Linked DNA regions of Pan troglodytes: region 2 is linked to region 1. A link is a contact called in public HiChIP or PLAC-seq data. All regions are on one chromosome and are shown on one strand. Each heading gives the region's core, a stretch centred on a gene start, on an enhancer-like site or on the middle of the called end of the contact. The rest is flanking DNA. Distances are from core to core; before and after follow the strand shown.

What was found. HiChIP or PLAC-seq counts read pairs in DNA pulled down with a chosen protein or histone mark.
Region 2: a contact with region 1 is called in an H3K4me3 HiChIP or PLAC-seq map of stem cell-derived excitatory neurons, with 6 times the contacts expected there. The contact joins two enhancer-like sites. A contact is called at or near these places in 1 of 7 Hi-C or Micro-C datasets (stem cell-derived neural progenitor cells) and 1 of 1 datasets of contacts at active chromatin or transcription factors (stem cell-derived excitatory neurons).

What each region holds. Positions count from the first base shown.
Region 1 is chr4:170,427,725-170,430,537 of NHGRI_mPanTro3-v2.0_pri, reverse strand. No RefSeq gene overlaps it. Among named protein-coding and RNA genes, the nearest start is that of DUSP1, 5.9 kb to the left of the region's middle. Within about 2 kb of position 1,482, at least 22 of the 24 cell types and tissues checked have an H3K27ac peak or open chromatin away from gene starts, as enhancers often do. A contact at or near this core is called in stem cell-derived excitatory neurons and stem cell-derived neural progenitor cells, where this site is marked.
Region 2 is chr4:170,601,634-170,604,446 of NHGRI_mPanTro3-v2.0_pri, reverse strand. The region is part of intron 9 of ERGIC1 (endoplasmic reticulum-golgi intermediate compartment 1); the gene reads right to left. Among named protein-coding and RNA genes, the nearest start is that of RPL26L1, 19 kb to the left of the region's middle. Within about 2 kb of position 1,341, at least 15 of the 24 cell types and tissues checked have an H3K27ac peak or open chromatin away from gene starts, as enhancers often do. A contact at or near this core is called in stem cell-derived excitatory neurons and stem cell-derived neural progenitor cells, where this site is marked.

The sequences.
Region 1 (2,813 bases), core at 233-2,732:
TATGGGAAGCAGAAAAGGAAATATCCCATTCGCCTTATCCATGAGCACCCTGTGCTATGGTTCTGGTCCTGTCCTGTTGTTCAAGGTCTTTACGCAGAATCAGTGTCCTTGACTTTGCCCCTGTGGCTCACTGTCTGCCACTTGACTCCCAGGGTCTGAAAGATCCCTGTGTTCTAAGTTCTAAGAACTTATCCTGGGCTGGCAAGCTCATTTCCTCAGCTGGGTTTCCGATTACAAGTATGTTCATGCCTATCAAAACAAATCGTACCCAGTGTTTTTATCAAAGCCTAGAAATTTACTATTGTAAATATCTCTCTCCGTGGAAATGTACCAGCGACATCGAGTCTGTGACAGATGCCATGGCTGACTTCCCCGTGGGCTAGGGCCTTCGCTTTCTGCTTGGCAGGCACTGGCTGAACCAAAATTAATCTCCAGTGTGATCCACGCAGTGGAAAAATACAGCGGCTGCCTAAGGAAGCCGCCAGTGAAAACAAGTCACTCACTTCTCCCGGCTCAAGCCACTCTGCCTCATGCCAGCCCTGAGAGCCAGGAATGATGACCCCCGATCCCCATGTACCGGAGTCACTGTGTTCAGACCCTCCAGAAAATCTCATATTTGGCCTCAGACTGCTTTCCTTGGGAAAAAATTAATACCTCATGATGAAAGATACTTAAAGTCTATTAATGTGTTTGTTTCCCAGGAAGAGATTGAAATAAGACTTTTAATACTGATAATGTGGCAACGATGGTTGCCAGTTTTAGAGTGAGCACTGTGTGCCAGGTACTGCTAAGGTTAAGTAACCTTTAACAGCAATACCCATTTTACAGAGGACAAAACTGAGGCTCACTTGTGAGAAAGACATGGGCTGATGAATGTAAAGTGCCTGGCACACAGTGGGCCATGGAGAAATGTTTCCATCCCCTTGTCTCTGTCCTAATGGCTTCTGGCAGTTCTCCTGGCTCAGTTTTCCCACTCCGTAAAATGACCAATTTGCACTGGATCTGAGTACTGTTCTTCCCATCTCTCTAATTCTGGGATGTAGAAAATGCATCAATGCATACATTATGCTTTTCTGTGGTTTCCAGGCACCCATTATTTCATTATAATACCTCTAACACTCCCCCTCCCCCACCTCCACCGCATCCTGTCCTTGGAATTTTGCAAATCGTAGCTGATTTGCTTTGGACTTGCAGCCTCTGGCGTCCCTTTCCCTCCCTCCCCTGGCCCGTCAGAGGATGACATCATTGTGTGTACACCTTTAAGATTATATAAATCTGTGATCCTACAGTGGCCTCCATCCCCATGGTAACGCGGAGGAGTTTCCCTTTTGTGAGGAAAGCTGTCATGTCACTTCCTGCTGCTGACAAATCAGTTTAGGAGATTAAAATAAAGGGGGGCGGGGTGCCTCTGAGAAGTGCTGGCTGCGGTGGTTTCTGGTTGCCATACACAGAGGCAAACAATGCCGCTGCGGCCCCTCCCCGCGCCCGCCGGGTGGATCCAGGTCATCCCGGGCTGTTTTTCTCTGCAGGTTGCTTTCTGGAGAGCAGGTGGGAGGGCTGCTCACCTCTTTTCCAGAGCTCTGCGGGGTAAGCCTGTTTGAGAACAGCCTGTAGGTGCAGACCAGCAGCCCTGCTCCCCTCTGCCTGCCGAGGAGGTGTCTTCCACCCCGTGGAGAACAAAGGGTGTGCTCTCTGCTAGCGCCACAGTGGACAAAACTGCTCTGCCAAGGAAGATAAGCTCATAGCCACCTTTTCCTTGAATGTGGCTTTTAAAGCTAGGCAGGAGGCCCACGCATTCATTCACTCATTCGTTCATTCATTCATTCACTCATTCATTCATGTGTTCAACAAATATTGATAAGTATAGTCTCAGGGGATACTTTGGTGCAAGACAAAATTCCTACTTATAAGTAGCTAAAATTACTTTTGCTATTTTCGCTAAACAGCAAAAGTAATTTTACTTTGTCACTTGCCATCTCATGGCGCTATATTTGGGGGGGTTATAGAAATAAGATAATCACAAAATAAGATAAGGATGAAGGCTATGAAGGCAGGATAAACTAAGACCTGAACGATATAACCCAGTTGCCCATTTGAGAGGTGAACTGGAAAGAGGGCTCCAAGGCCAGGAGAGCAGCAAAGACCTGATGTTTGAGAGGTATGTTTGTGGACCAGTGGATACAGCGTGTGAATTGCAGTTGGCTAGACCTGCGTTCAAGTCCTGACTCTGCCACCTGTTAGTGGTGTGTAAGCTATCAAACTTTTTTTTTTTTTTTTTGAGATGGATGCTTGCTCTGCCGCTAGGCTGGAGTGCAGTGGCGCGATCTCAGCTCACTGCAACCTCCGACTCCCTGGTTCAAGAGATTCTCCTGACTCAGCCTCCTGAGTAGCTGGGATTACAGGCACGCACCACCACGCCCAGCTAATTTTTGTATTTTTAGTAGAGACACGGTTTCACCAGGTTGGCCAGGATGGTCTCGATCTCCTGACCTTGTGATCCACCCGCCTGGGCCTCCCAAAGTACTAGGATTACAGGCTTGAGCCACGGCACCCGGCCTGCTATCAAACTCTTTAACCTCTGTTTTCCCAATCTGTAATACGGCCCAGTAATATTGTCTTGTGACTCAGCTGCTCCCTATTCTGTCCCTCAAGCATGAGCGCCCCTCCAGAATGGCGCTCCGGAGGGGCGCTCGTGCTTGAGCGCCCACAAAAGTGGGCTGCCTCACCAAAGTGACACCCTGGGCGCGCATCAGACAACACTTTACTCTAGGCCATCAGAGCTTTGGAGCAGTGGCCTCTGTTCTGAGCCCATC
Region 2 (2,813 bases), core at 92-2,591, 170 kb before region 1:
CACAGTAGCTGGGACTACAGGCGTGCACCACCACACCTGGCTAATTTTTTGTATTTTTAGTAGAGACGAAGTTTCGCCATATTGGCCAGGCTGGTCTTGAACTCTTAGCCTCAGGCGATCTGCCCACCTTGGCCTCCCAAAGTGCTGGAATTACAGGTGTGCGCCACCGCGCCCAGCTGAAAATATGATCACTTCTTTAGGCAGCTGCCTCTTACACATTTCCGAGCACCTGTGTCCAGGCCAGGCCCTTCACTGGATGCTGGGGACACAGGTAAGTCAGACCCGGAGGTCATCATCAGGCCTGACAACCATGCAGGGCAATCTAAAGTCTGGGGGATTAGTCCCCAGGTTAGAAAGCATGAAAGAGGGCAGCAGAGAGGAACGTCTGTGGGTGGGGCTCCCTGTAGCAACTCTCCCTCATACTCAGGTTAAGCCCTGGCCAAGGGCCCTGAGCACCACTTGAGTTAAGTGAGCTGCGCAACTCTTCAAGAATGACAGGTTTTGAGTAGCACGCAATGGGAGGGTGTCATCGCCATCCGGTACTTCTTGGTGGGCAAAAACCATCCCGGCCATACTGGCCCAACTGGCACTTTGTGACTTCTGGCTCTTCCTCCAAATTAAAATAAACCATGCAAGGAAAGAGATCTGACACCTCTGAAGCCATCCAGTCTGTCACCACAACCCACTTGAAGGCAATCTCAATCTCAAAAAGGGAGCTACAGCAAGTGGCAGAGGACAAATGTGTGTGTGGGAGGGGAGCACTTTGGAGGGGATTACTTGCATGTTGTCAAACACGATCTGTTTATTCCCTTGGCGCTGGAATGTTCTGATATAGCACAGAGCATCGCTCTGAGCAAGGTGCCCCACGTGCCGAGAGAGAGAAGCTCCAAGAAGCCTGGCTAAAGACTTCCAGGAGGAAAAACTGCTGTAGGCTAGGGATAAACAAGCCCTTTTGGGACAATGAGATCCTGGAGGGGGCAACCTGGAAGCAGCCAGGTACTAAACACTTGGCAATGCATCTGGGAGGCCCCACCTGCCTCTACCCTCCCTCCAGCCCACCCACAGCTGCCTCCCAGCCCCGCAGCCACCACATGACGACATCCCGACCTAAGCCCCTCTTCATCTGCAGCCCCTCTAAGGAGCTATTTGCAGAGGCCCCCATTTGCCGTTTAGGGGCTTTGCACGCAAGTGTTTGATTTTAAAAAGAGAGAAAGAGAAGCCACAGCAGGTGCCTCCACTTCCATCCCGGCCCCACCCCGCCCTCCGAGGGCTCCCAGGGATCTTTGTGCCGTGTGTGTACGTGTGTGTCTGAGTGCTGGCGTCATCCCCACATCTGCTGCCCTGTGACAAGGGCCTTTGAAGCTCCACAATGACGCCATCTGCCAGGGACAGCCGGCCGGCTGGCTCCTTCAGAGCTGACCCCACGGTTACCATGGCAACCAAGGTGGTGGCACAGGGCCTTCAGAAGAACCACCAGGCTAATGATGTCAGGAGGTTCCCTGCAGCAGTGTGGCCCACAAGCCCAGGGCTTTGCCAGCCCACGCTTGAGCAGAGGTGGATGGGGCAGAAATGGAGGACAGGCTGGTGGCCAAGGATAGGAAGAGAAGGAGGAGTCATAGAGGCATTGGGTCTCTGACGAAGGAAGGGTCTTCCCCGTGGCTTCTTGGAGCCTCCTGCTCTCAGAAGGTCAGCGGCTCACTGGGGAGTTCGTCACCTGCCAAAGGGGGTGGCATGGCCTTCATAGGACATGTTATACTGGGCACCTCTGCGCATAGCATTCCCTTTCCCGGGCCCTTCCTCCTCAGCTCAAGGCCCATCACAGGGTTCCATTCTTAGAGTTCCCAAACAAAGGGGATGGCGCCCTCTTGTTTGCCTGCAGTGTCTGGCGCACATCTCCACTAGAGCCGGTCACAGCTCCCTGTGCTCACTCATCTGCCTCTCCAGCAGGGGGCTCCTTCAAGGCAGGGACTGCGTATGATTCAGCTAACCCTGGTGCCTGCTACAGGGGCCGGAACATAGTGAATTCTAGCAAATGTTAAGTGAATAAATGAAGTCGCTTCATTTCTCAGCCACTTGCCAAGTGATTTCTTTTCTTTTTTCTTTTTTTTTTTGAGATGGAGTCTCACTCTATCTCCCAGACCCGAGTGCAGTGGTGTCATCTCGGCTCACTGCAACCTCTGTCTGCCAGGTTCAAGCAATTCTCCTGCCTCACCGTCCCAAGTAGCTGGGACTGCAAGCATGTGCCACCATGCCCGGCTAATTTTTTGTACTTTTAGTGGAGATGGGGTTTCACAATGTTAGTCAGGCTGGTCTCAAACTCCTGACCTGGTGATCCGCCCACCTCAGCCTCCCAAAGTGCTGGGATTACAGGCATGAGCCACCGTGCCCGGCCGATTTCTTTTTTTTTTTTTTCTTTTTTTTTTTGAGATAGAGTCTCGCTCTGGTACTCAGGCTGGAGTGCAGTGGCATCAGCTCAGCTCACTGCAACGTCCGCCTTCTGGGTTCAAGGGATTCTCCGGCCTCAGCCTCCCGAGTAGCTGGGACTACAAGTGCCCACCCCCCATGCTCAGCTAATTTTTGTATTTTCACTAGAGATGAGGTTTTGCCATGTTGGCCAGGCTGGTCTTGAACTCCTGACCTCAAGTGATCCCCCGCCTCAGCCTCCCAAAGTGCTGGGATTACAGGCATAAGCCACCATGCCCGGCCATTGCCAAATGACTGTAATGCCCAGAGTCTCAGCTGCTTTCCATACAGGAGCAAACAGAAACGGGGACAGAAAAGAGCCTTCTGAACCCTACTGTGAGGCATGGCTG